Linked DNA regions of Zea mays: all the other regions are linked to region 1. The links are chromatin contacts, called in public Hi-C maps. All regions are on one chromosome and are shown on one strand. The core of a region is the stretch at or near the end of the contact, and the rest is flanking DNA. Distances in the headings are between cores, read along the strand shown. Region 1 holds the start of LOC100194058 (pre-mRNA processing ribonucleoprotein binding region-containing protein). Region 2 holds the start of LOC103648461 (ankyrin repeat-containing protein At5g02620). Region 3 holds the start of LOC100273254 (cortical cell-delineating protein).

Region 1 (4,231 bases), core at 596-3,095:
CTGAGAAGTGGCAGTAGAAAATCCAGCAAGATTTTTCCTCTTTGCACCGAGTAACTGAACATTACAAGCAGGCATTTTTGCAAGTGCTCCCAGACCACCTGCAGTACCCATCAGTTTGGAAGCAACAGCACTGCCAACAATTGCAGAAAGGTTTGGTGCAATGTACCCCATTCTGCTCTCTACAAAATCAAGCACTTTCTTCTTTGACGCATCAAGGGTAAGGGCTCTGTCACATGCTTCAGTGGTTTTTTCCAAATTGTCTTCAGAAAGAGGCTTCCCACTTGTTGTTGATGCTGTCACTGAGACAACCATTATAATTGCAGAAGGTAAAAGTCCTTCCAGATCTACTAGTGTTAAATCCATCTCGTTTCCAATCTTCTTGACAACACGGGCATAATCGATTGGGTGATGAACAAGGGACTCCAGTTCAGGAAACTTCAACCTATACTTGTCCCGTATGAAATTATGGATTATGATTATTTCATTCTCAATATCTACTGATAAAGCATTGCAGTCAACAATAAGCTGGTACTCTGGATCCTCCTCCAGGATGGAACCTTGATTAGAGAAATCAGTACCTTTCTGAAGTGCATTTTCAACTTTCTGCAAACAAACAATGGAGAGGTCTAATGCCAAAGATACTAACAGGATCATATCTACCAGTTTAGCATTCAGTATAGTTACAGATATTTAAAGACACATGCATCGATGTTTGGATAAGATATATGCCAAAGATGTAAAAAATGTACAACCTAAGATAATTGTTCATTTTCCCTAGTGCAAAGCACTGCTCAACCTAAGATCATTGTTCATTTTCCCTACAACCAAATTAATGCAGTTTCTACTTTCGCAATAAATAAATGAAAGCCAAATTTATATAAAATACTAAGCATGCTCAAGAAATTGGGGTTGGGTTGCATTACATACTTGCATTATATCATTATAGCGTTGTGTCTTTTGCAACTTTGAGACACTATCAAGGTCATCATAATTAAGAGACTCAAGGTCAGGCATATCATCATCTTCGTCGTCATCCCTACCCGCTGCCTCAGCATTGTCTTCTTCCTGAAAATTTTTACAGCAGGTCAGCAAAAATCCTAGTGAACCCGTTAAAAGTACAGTTACATAGAAAATAACTCACAGGATAGCCTTCATTGTCTGACAGTTCATCAAGATCCGCTAGAAAAGAATCAGCAAGGTTTGCCTGCAAAGTGGCACCGCATGATTAAAAAACAAATGCCAATGGAATAGAAAGTTTGGAATCACAAAACTGAATGTTGACTTGGCATAATATACTCAGCAGGAGAGGAAATGAACTCACCATGATATTGGTGTAAGTTGTTCCAACAGCAGATAGAATTCCAAGCAAGATGGGCTCAGTGTTGCTTCTGGTATCTATGCCCTTCGCTTTCTTTATTGAATGGGACAATCAGCTCAGCCTAATATGTAACAGCAGGATAGAGGGTGTCAGCTATTGTAATAAGGTGCATCGCTAGCAGGGTTCCAAAAACCGGCACTGATAGGACGGTTAACGATTCGCTTTGGGGCACAAGCGCTCCCAAAGCGGCGCGACCGCCTTGGTGGAGCAGCGGCTGCTGGCTCCAGCTGTCCACAGGCCGCGCGCGGCGCAGCCGAGCGACGTTGATGATCCACCGGAGGTGGTAGGAGAGAGAGAGAGAGAGAGACGAACGCAGAGTAGCCGGCTGGTGCGTGGAGGACCGGAGGCGAGGGCGCGAGGCGACTGCCGAGAGGTGGGAGGGGAAGACACTGACGCCGTCGCTTAGAGCCCGAGCCTGACCACCGCCGGCGTCGCCTGCGTGCCGAGCGCGAGTAAGGGAGGGAGCGGAGGATGGATCGCCGGCGCTGCGAGGAAGATGGAGCAGTGGAAAGGTTAGGGTAAAGAAACGTGTGGTGTGGATCTGGTGGAACTTGGGCTTGTGCTGAATTAATGGGCTTTTAGATGGGCCACCAAATAAAAGTTTATACAATCCTTTTTTCCTTTTTTATTTTTTTCTCTTTCTAACATCTTTTAACAAATTATCACATAATTTAATGTATGCTGGATGTTTTGTGTTCTGTGTTGATGGTTTTAGTGTATTTTATGTTAGGGACTTCCATCTATAAGTTTAGAATCTAATTACATAGTCAAGTGGATGTAAATAATGATTAAGGGTTTGTTTGTTTCGGATTATAATCTGGATAGATTATATCATCCATTGTGAATATTCTAGGTGGCAAACAAACAACTAGATTATATGTAGAGATTATATGATTTGAAGCCTAGATTATGATAATCCTGTAATCTCCTCAAGAGGAGCTTATTGAAGATTATTTTTGACAAAAAAAAAGACCTATAAGGACCATTTATAACACTAGAATATAATTTGTAATACAAACTCTACCATAATAAATAATAAACCCCCTCTCACCTCCCCTATAAAATGAGATAGAGGATAGGTGGGGAGAGGTCTGGGCCTTGAGTCATGTGTACCTTCTAATTACTTTTCACTCCCGTGCCTTATTTGTTAGATCCAAGACCATGACAGCATCACCGTGCTTGACACGTTAAAAAATTGTCTAAGGGCTAGTTTAAGAACATCATTTTTTCAAAGGATTTCAATTTTTCCAAGAGAAAATAAACTAATTTCCCTTTAGAAAATAAAAATCCATTGAGGAAATTAGGTTCCCAAACTAGCCCTAAGAGATATGATTTGCAGGCAAAAGAAAAGGTTCACATCTTTAAAACTTTGCGGTATTTTGGGCCTGTTTGGTTCAGCTTTTTTCTGACCAGCTTTTCCGAGAATCTAGCTGTGGGGAGAATCTGGCTGTGTAGAGAATCTGAGTATCGTTAGGATTACGTGCGGAGTAAGATAAAGTTGTCCATGGGGCTTAGGATCTATAAAGTGACAGATTACTACTATTGCGACAACTCAACCGATTATATGTTTAGGTTGATTTTGAATGGTTTTTACCCTAACAAATTTTATAGAAACTGGCTGAAAAGCTAAGTGTTTGGCAGTCCGCAGCAGCTTTTGGTAGCCAGAAGCTGCGAAAAGCCGAAACAAACAGGGGCTTAGTTTGCTGCTTTTTATTGTGTACCTGTTTGTTCGCACCACCTTCGCTTTGACTAGCTAGGCAAGCACTATGTCAAATGGACATCAGAACCGAGCAACGGGTTAGAAAATAAAAAGCATTTCTCAAGTTGACCATAGTTTAGAGTTGCTAATTTGGAAGACACCTTTCGAAGCCAAATGTCACTTCAGATCTGTTGAAAGGGTGATTGGTTGAGCTAGCGATGTATCGTCTATGGTTAAGACAAGCGTCTTGACAAAGATGAATCTAGCCTATATTATCAGGGTTGTGTAATCCTAATGAACCTCAGCATCTCAATAGAGAATTAATGTTCATCGCCGTGTTAAATTCGTCGTATTATGTTCAAAGATTTATGGTCATTCTTTGAAGATCTTTATTCTCTGATCTTTTCGATCAGATAGTGTCTATGATGCTACGAATTTGTTCTATTCTTTGATCATCCGTTAATATAATCAATGATAGCCCCCATAGCTAAGTGGTCGCATCGATTGAAGGTTAACATAGATGATTGTCTCATTTAATAGCACATTGATAGAAATGGGTGCCTTAGTCTGTCTTCAGCAGTTGACCCATCATCATCCTCATATTCAAACTCAACTATGCAAACAGTATAGTCAACGGTGCAAAATCAGTGCAGAAAAAGTATTTTGGTTGATTATATAAGTGAACTACTGAAAACGGTCTTATGACTACCGCCTCCATCATTTGATTAATATGGAGATAGCAACATAAGATGACTGTCTGCATTAATAGACTATTAATAAAACCGCGCGTGTCCGGTAGTTCGCCTTCATATGGTCACTTAAATCATTGTTTTGCGCTGTTTTGATGTTCTCGGAGTGAAGTTTGAATAAATAAATAAATAAATAGGGAGGGATAAGTTGCTAGAAATAGTATAAAGACATTGCTACTATAAACACTGCCTCCGTTAATGGATCCATTAGCGAGGTGTTCGAGATGGAGATGGAGACCGCTTACATCATCTAGTTGTGCGCTTTGAAATTTTGACATCTATCAGTGCTCGAGGTGGAGATGAATGACGACGACGAGCAAGAAGGGGACGTCGACAAGCAGGGGTGGGTGAGTGCTGCCTCACTTGTACTGTACCTGGCACGGCGGTGAACACGGGTGTCCATGG
Region 2 (4,231 bases), core at 1,186-3,685, 220 kb after region 1:
GGGCGACCGCCAGGAGCAGTAGGGACAGTGGTGTGGCGACCATAATATGGGGAAGATGACGGCGCAACGAAGTAGCCGAAGAGTTCCTTGGACATGAGCGGGTGCTGGTGGGAGCACGGTGGGCACGGTGGATATGAGCATCGTGGGCAAGATCCACAATTTTTCTATTGCAGTACCGTCGACTTCAAGGGTGTAGGAGTCGAATCGGAGACAGCGACGGCAGGAGCAGGCTCGTCATGACGGCGCTTGAAGAGCCCAACGTCGCGGTCAAGGCAGCAGAGGGCGAGGAGGCCATCCTCGCGGTGGCGGCGCGAGGGGCTGAAGTCGACACACTGCTTGTAGGCGCCGCGCCTCATCGGACTGCCTGCGTGGGACGTGCAGCATGCCGGAGATGCGAGGTGGAGCTACGACGGGTGGCGTGTGGCCGACGTCCAGCTTGACGAAGACGACGCGGTCGAGCTTTGGGCGCGCGGCGGCGCGAGGACGCGCATCACAGGGAGGTGGTGGCCCTGTAGGTCAAGGGCGAGGGCCTTGAAGATGAGCAGGGCGATGTTGCGAGGGTCGAGGGCGATAACGCGGTCGCGCCGGGATGGGCGGGTGTGGCGTTGCGACGCGAGAATCGCGCTGGGATGGGCGGGTGTGGCGGGTGACGCTTGACGCGGATGGGGGCGAGGGCGCGCTAGTTTAGGGACGGGCCGACGTGGTCGCGGGGGTGGGGGCATTGAGTGTGGACGCTGACACTACTGTCTTAATAGAATAGTATAGATGTATGTTTATGAACTGAGAGTATGTTTATAATTTTATACGAAGTTGTACTCTACCTCGTCATATAAATAGAGGTACACTGTAATATACAGGGACACTTTTCCTTCTAAAGGAAACCTGGTTGCTAGTCTCCAAAGTTGCGACTCTCTTACCTTAATCGAGAAAGAATAATAAAGGGAGCATAACATTTAAGATTTTCCTTGAACATTTGTATATTATGTCTCAAAGGTTATTAATTAAGGTATCATTCCTCCTTCAATCTATCTTAAATAGATTGAAGAAATAAAGGTCTGTCATCTTTAAATGTGTTTCCCTATTTTAGTCTCATTTAAGAATCAAAGCAGGTCACCAACACACGCTAACAAACACATACTCTATATCGTTATTCGCAGATACACATTTCACTCCGGTGGTCGACAAGTTACACAAATTTAGTCTCGGAAATGGCCGATCAGTGACAGTTTTCATCTTGTCAACACATATATTCCCTGCGTCACAGACCACAAGCCCAAGTCCCAACTCCCAAGGGAAAAAACTGCCCACAAGAATTCAACAAATCACTCTCTCCGATGAGATCCTCGTGTACAAGATCATCATATCTACTGCACGACACAATGCATTTTGTACCGGACACTTTATTCTATTCTAAATTTCTAGCTGAATTATCTCCATCACCATTGATGGTTTCAGGCGCTAAGAACCACACAGTTGAGCAGACTCTCACTCCCCAGGAACAGGCACACCGGTCAAGTGACCTGAACTTGGTTCCGCAGGAAGGGCCTTCAGTCCTTTGGTTGAAGAAGACTGATGTGGTGCCGCAGCCTCTGCATCCCGAGCCGAATGCCATGGAGCAGCCTGTGGCGAAACAAAAGCACTGGTATGTACAAAAGAATCCGTCATGTTACACTTGCTATCCATCCTACAGCGCGTACATCTTCGTCTTGTACTCGCTGTTAAGTATCTCCTTGTCCGAGTCGACTGATCGGGACCACGAGCCGCGGGACTGGCTCGCGGAGGCCCTCCTGATCTTCCTGGTGTTCTTCTCCTCCAACCTGTGCGCGACGATGCAGTAGCACATGGAGCCGAGGGTGGTGAGCATGATCGCGGCGCCGATGCCCATGGTGCACCAGGCCAGCCACCAGTCGTCGTGCCCCACCACCACGTAGGTCAGCGCGATGAAGGCCACCGAGATGAAGAGGCACACCAGCCACATGAGCTTGTTCATCACGAACACCATCCGCTTCTTCGCCCTCCGCTCCACCATGATCAGCGAGGTCTGCACCACGACCACCGCGAGCGAGATGAAGAGGGCCAGCGCGTGGACATCCAGCGGCGGTAGTGTGCAATCAGGGTCAGGGCAAGTGCGTGGGCGACACGCTCCATGCCATCTAGGGGAGCTCTCGCGGCGGGGGCATCGCACGATGTGGGGCGGACGAGGGCGGGGGCACGGGGTTCGAGAGTGGGATTTGGAGATCTCGACGGAGGGTGTCTAGGGTTCACGAGCGGGATTCGGAGGGCAGATAGGAGGGAAACCGAGGGAGGATGACGGAGCGGGGTGGGGTGGGGGGAGGGAGGATGACACCGCACGTTGGGGTGGGGCGCGGGAGGCGGCCATTGCAGAGGTGGGCGGTGGGATTTTGGTAGTCGAGCGGAGCGCGCGGGATGAGGACGGGCGGGGTGGGGGCGGGGGCAGGGTGTGGACGCTGACACTAGACTCTTAATAGAGTAGTATAGATTGTACAGGCCCGTACCTGAGTTTATTTTGGCCTGGTGCAAAACACAAAGTGGAGGCCTATATTTATATAATATTGCAATTAACCATATGTATTTAGATATCATAACTATCATGAGCATTCATGTTAAACAGTAAAAGCCTTTGTTTCTTCTTGCGCTTTTCATTACCAGATTCATGTATTCTATTTCTACTAGACATGATAAATAATACGAATTCCTGTTTCATGAATTACAAAATAGAAAAATGAAATTAATTAACAACCTATCGATGATAAATCATAGATGGAGATTGGAGAATTAACTAACATAAACTTTAGTTTTATAAGTAAATCATTTGCCTATCGATTGCAATTTGCAAGCAAAGGAAAAAACAATGGAGTGTTTCCTGATCACATACCTGCAGTCTCGATTGGCTTGTTGCGTCGACCTTGCAACGTCCAGGTGCGGCAAAGGTCAAAGCGTCGGCAACGGCGAGATCACGGCCCCATAGTAGCTCGGCATCGATGGCGTGATGACTGGCGATGGAGCGTTTGTGGTGGCGGCGCACTCCCAGATCGGCGTCGTTTCAGCTAGCGAGATTGGCGGAACTACGGAAGGAAGAAACAAAGCCTAGAATTCCAATCGTAATGCACAAATTTGGAGGCCAAGTATATCCTGGACCAGCATATATGGACCACGTGTATATGGAGATTTCATAATTGGAGACCTACTGATATTGGTGGCCTGGTTCCGTCGGCCCAGTTGCACTGGGCCATATACGGGCCTGTTATTGTATAATAATAATAATTTATTTTTATGATGGAAACATTCTTGAGAAGAAAACAAAGGATGTGAGTTTCTTCACTCGGTTTTACTTAGAAGATTCGTATAATTAGATTGCTGCAAAACGAAAGAATAAAACTGTACATTGAAAGTGATCATTCATGTTTCATTGCATTTAGATTCTGGGAAACAAGAAAACAAGAATGGCCTCAAACCAAGAGAAAAGAGAAAAAAAATGATGCATCGTGCCTGGAAATATTCACAGTGGATCCGGCGCTAGAGTTGCAGTTACTTCGCATCTGCAACCGTGCCCTGACACAGTGACACCCCCTTCATCACATGGCAGCAAGCGAAAGCGATCAAATGGGATGAAGATATAGTATATCAAACCCAACGCGCGCACCCGTGCAGTTAACCCTAGGAGCGCGCGCGCACCCATGCATGCACTTCAGCGAGGCGTCGCAAGTCGCAACTCCTCAAAACCTCTCCTCACTCACGGGGTGGGGGGTGCGGGACTGCGGGTGTTCAAAAGCCAAGGAAACCGCCGCGCTAGCTACTATACTGCACGGGCACTCGACGTTGCGTTGCGTTGCGACACCGCTCCGTTCGTGGCACTTGCGCGAAACTGCAACGTCGAAAACGCGTCCACAAATCGGCGGGCTGCGCCCATGGACATGCCGCCGGCGGCGCAGGGACGGAGGGCGATCGCCGTGGTGGACCGGAAGCTTGACGAGCTCTGCGCCTGCCTCGACGACGCGATGTCGTCCAGGCAGCGGAGCCCGTACGCGGAGGAGCGGCTCCGCGCGGAGATCAAGTCGAGGGCCGACTTCCTTCGGTCGCTCATGGCCGCCGAGGTGGACTGCCACGGCGGGACGCGCCCGGAGCACCTGGCTGAGGCCGAGGCGCGCTTCGCCGTCCTAGAGGCCACGTTCGATCGGTGGGCGCGGCGCGCAGTCGCTGCACCTGAACC
Region 3 (4,231 bases), core at 728-3,227, 170 kb after region 1:
TCTTCCACGCTCCCACCCTCGAGCTAGCGCCCAGGAACCAACGGGCCGAAATGCAGCGCGCACGCTGCTGCTGTTTCCCATCACGTGCCAGCAGCTTTTGCTAGTGCAAAGGTGCAGTGCAAAGCTACCCTATCCCGGCTTGGACTGCCTGGTAACCCGGTATCAGCCTAATCAGATACTGCTATCAATTGGCACTAAGTAAAGAGCTGGATTCCGACAGTGAGCAGACCTAAGTAAGGTTACTACTAGGGAATGCAAAACAGAGAGCTAGAAGGGGAGGGTTTTGAATGCTAGGGTTGTGTTGTGTTTGTCTGAATACGGATAGGGATGACAGCGGGTCGGGTAAAGTGCGGGTAAGCCATTTACCCGTCCGCCAACATATCTGCGCCTCTAGTGCTTATCCGTGCCCGCGAGAGCTTGCGGGTAAAATTTTTGACCCGTACCCGTACCCGCAGGATATCCGCGGATATCGGGCAACCCGTTACCCGCCAAAAAATACCATACGAATATGTGTCATGTTCATTTCACCAAAAACATCAACAACTTGACAGACATAATATAATGGCAAGGAACATAGTTCAAACTTCAAAGTCCACAAACCTGATCGATCATCCACAAACATAAGTCTCAAACATAAGTCCACAAACATGATCGACTGGGCTGTGGCCTGTGGGCCAGTGGCATGGGGATATTTTGATGGGCTAGTAAATTAAGCGGGTAACAGGTAATACCGCGGGCGAAATTTTATATCCGTCAATTACCCGCGGGTGAGAAGTGTTGCCCGTATCCTTACTCGTGGGCGAGATTTCTTACCCGTATCCATGCCCATCGGGTACGAAACCCGTGGATATCCGTACCCGCAGGCAGAATTGTCATCCCTAAATACGGACCTAAGTGCGTTTAGTCACTCCAAATACTTCTCGTTTGGAAAAAGAGGAAAATTTGTAATTGAGCTACTATAATCCGAATAAAAGTAGATCGCGAGAGATGATTAACCAAATGCCTTGATCCTTCCTCCAAAAGACAGGAACCCTTAGCACAAATCGAATAAGTATATATTAAATTCAAGTGCTTGGTTTTACATACACAAACACATGACTCTCAACAGATTACATGCATGACTCGTAGATATAAAAACTAGAAGCAGCACTCCTCTTTTTCTTGGAGAAGAAGATGGCAAACTCTTATAAACAAATGTTCAAATACAAAATAAAACAAAAAAATAGAAATTCAACAAGAGACAATACATGTGAACTGACAAGAATTTGCCTGGAATATGGTTCTAGGACTGTAGAACCTAAGGTGCACAAATGAGACAGGAGAGATCAGCAGGCGCACAATACATGTGTGCCATGCAGGTGCATGCTTAATTACGCACGCGAACGGCTACGAGCGTGTAACCGCGCGGAGCTTACGCACACATGTAGCCCTTGGGCACGCACTTGCCACAGTAGTTGACGAGGGCATTGAACTTGATAGGGACATCGAAGACGACGCCGAGGACGTTGCCCTTGATGGCCGTGCAGAGGCAGACGGCGGCCTCGAAGTCTGCAAGGCCTTTGATGAGGTTGCAGCATGGCTCAGCTGGTACCTTGCCAGCCTCGCCTTTGACGAGGCCGAGCGCATTGACGCACACGCCGAACTTGAGCGCGTTCAGCGGGCACTTCCCACTGGAGGATGAAGGGGGTGGGGTAGCAGGAGGCGGCGGCGGTGGCTCGACCGGGGGCGTTGGGGTCGGGCAGCTGCCGCAGGCGTTGGCCACTGTGAAGAACAGGAGGTTGAGAGCCAAGAAGAGGACGCCCTTGGATGCCATGGCTCAGTCCTTAATTTGGTTGCGAGCGACACCAGTGCACCAGCTCGTGGACAATGTCTGGAAGCAGAAAAGAAAGAGACGGCTATGCTAGTGCTAGCGAGTGGAGATGGGATGGTTTGGGGAGGAGAAGTATGGGTATTAATAGAAGGAACATGAGACCTTGTCTAGCTCTCCTTTTCTGTTCATTTAGCTACCACATAGCCCCCTTATAATAAGGTAAATCTGACAAACTCCATCTCTCGTCTACTAATTCCAAATGCCAATCATATTTATCATGTCACCTGCTTTTTTTCTTCTCAAAGCTACTATGTCTCATGTGTAGGTAAGATACACACACAACTCAATGCAAGCTTTACTCCCTCTATCTCAAAATAAATAGCTTTTCAAGATTTAAAATTTATCTAAAAAATATCATTCTAAAAAAAAACAGGACACTAGCTACCTTCTAACATGAAAGCTAATCACGCTTGCGTACAAATGATAACCAACAAATCTATAGAGGATATCATCTGAAGAAAGAAAAGAAGACGAAAGTATATGCGTTCTTTTTTGCATTTATGTCAGCACAAAACATCGTCAGTTCATCACGCCAGACTGCAGACACAAACTGATCCTAACATTATTGAGCTAGTATGCACGTATAGATCGGCCGGTAGATGTATGATTGTTTAGTCCATATATATAGCCGTTTATTTCACATGTCTTTTATGTTCCTTGTAAATGTATCAAAAGATAACAAAATACAGCCTTAAATTAATACCATAGGTAAAAAAAATTGGTACTTCCATCCTTTTCTTTAACCAAATCTGTATGTTATGGTTAGTCGAAGTACGTATAGTTCCTTGCCCGCTAATGCAAGGCGACTACAGAATACTTGGGCCACCTTATCTCCCAAACTGGAGTTGTAGTAGCTCAACGGGTGAACAACTGAACATTCCTTCCTATGTTTGCTTGTACAGTTGTGCTCAGCCTTTGCTAAAAAAAAAGTTGTCCCAGCCTGGCTCACAATACTAGCCTCTCATTCCCGTTGACTGTCGCGAAAGAACTTATAACTAAGAGACTACTCCGTTTGGATGTAATAAAGCTAATAGTTAGTTGTTAAAATTAGCCGAAAACATCGAAACAACCTAACTAATAGTTTACCTATTAGCTATTTTTATCAGGTGACATGCAAACACTCGTAACTAATAATCCAGCTAACTGTTAGCTACACCCTCGACTACCCATTAGTTATTAGCTGATTCAACCCGGCTAAAATTAGCTGATAGTTGGACAATTAGTTACGCTAGCAATTTTTTAGTCACCTAACTATTAGCTCTACTACATTTAAACAGGGCCTTAGTAGAAGAAGAGGTACTAGATTTAACTCTCAGCGAGAGCAAATATTTGAATAGGAGGCACTAGTTTAACTTTCAGCGAGAGCAAATATCAAAAGAGTGAAACTTATTGCAAGACCCCTACTACAAAATTGCAATCTATCAACATCATGTTGAGTCATGCACTCTTACATGTTGTTGACTTGATTCAAATGTGTCCAACTGGATACCATATGCAATCTCTCCATTATAACTAGTACATGGAAATATGCTAAGTATTTCCAGTATGTGGAAGTTTGGTTGTGCTACATACATGTCAATCTCGCCACCACAACGTACGTCTATATGGACCCACATGTGAAATTGAGGGTCTATGTAGGATATTAGACTCGCATATGTGTTGATTATATCTTCAATGAAGATAATTTCCTTGAATCAATGGGAGGAACTTGAAAGCCATTGGTCCCCCAAACAATCACCATAATTGTGCGCTAACTCAAATGCCTCTATAAAACACATGTTAGTCACAATAATCTTGTATTATCATTGATCAGCAAAAACACTAACACTACCGGACATAGCTGCTTTGCCGAGTGTTTCAGGCACTTGGCAAAGCCTGGAAAACACTCGGCGAAGTCTTTGCCGAGTGTGACTCTCGGCAAAGAAGTCTATGTACATCGGCAAAGACTTCTTTGCTGAGTACATTTCATCGGTGTTGGGGACCATAATTAGGGGTACCTCCAAGACTCCTAATCTCAGCTGGTAAACCCCATCAGCACAAAGCTGCGAAGGCCTGATGGGCGCGATTCAGGCCAAGGCTCCGCTCAAAGGACACGATCTCGCCTCGCCCGAGCCCGACCTCGGGAAAAGACAGCCGACCCGGAAGATTCACGCCTCGCCCAAGGATCCCCTCAAGCAACGGACGCACCGTCGACTCGCCCGAGGCACAGCTCGGGTAGGCTTCGCGGAGAAGCAACCTTGGCCAAATCGCCACACCAACCGACCATATCGCATGAGCATTTAATGCAAGGATCGCCTGACATCTTATCCTGACGCGCGCTCCAGTCGACAAGGCCGAAGTGACCGCAGTCACTTCGCTGCT

The links. A called contact is a pair of places that touch in the nucleus more often than the background predicts.
Region 2: a contact with region 1 is called in a Hi-C map of tassel, with 1.8 times the contacts expected there. The contact joins the promoter of LOC103648461 here to the promoter of LOC100194058 in region 1. A contact is called at or near these places in 3 of 25 Hi-C or Micro-C datasets (ear, leaf and tassel).
Region 3: a contact with region 1 is called in a Hi-C map of ear, with 2.4 times the contacts expected there. The contact joins the promoter of LOC100273254 here to the promoter of LOC100194058 in region 1. A contact is called at or near these places in 7 of 25 Hi-C or Micro-C datasets (bundle sheath, ear, leaf and 2 more).

What each region holds. Positions count from the first base shown.
Region 1 is chr2:20,455,850-20,460,080 of Zm-B73-REFERENCE-NAM-5.0, forward strand. LOC100194058 (pre-mRNA processing ribonucleoprotein binding region-containing protein) reads right to left here and starts at 1,846. Exons shown (of 9, transcript NM_001139115.2): 1 at 1,773-1,846; 2 at 1,322-1,439; 3 at 1,142-1,204; 4 at 928-1,065; 5 at 1-603. The coding sequence starts at 1,324. It also overlaps the pseudogene LOC103648458.
Region 2 is chr2:20,676,899-20,681,129 of Zm-B73-REFERENCE-NAM-5.0, forward strand. LOC103648461 (ankyrin repeat-containing protein At5g02620) reads right to left here and starts at 2,436. Exons shown (of 1, transcript XM_035965206.1): 1 at 1,141-2,436. The coding sequence starts at 2,029. The coding sequence ends at 1,685. LOC103647167 reads left to right here and starts at 3,729. Exons shown (of 1, transcript NM_001371089.1): 1 at 3,729-4,231. The coding sequence starts at 3,930.
Region 3 is chr2:20,627,463-20,631,693 of Zm-B73-REFERENCE-NAM-5.0, forward strand. LOC100273254 (cortical cell-delineating protein) reads right to left here and starts at 1,978. Exons shown (of 1, transcript NM_001147696.1): 1 at 1,036-1,978. The coding sequence starts at 1,813. The coding sequence ends at 1,412.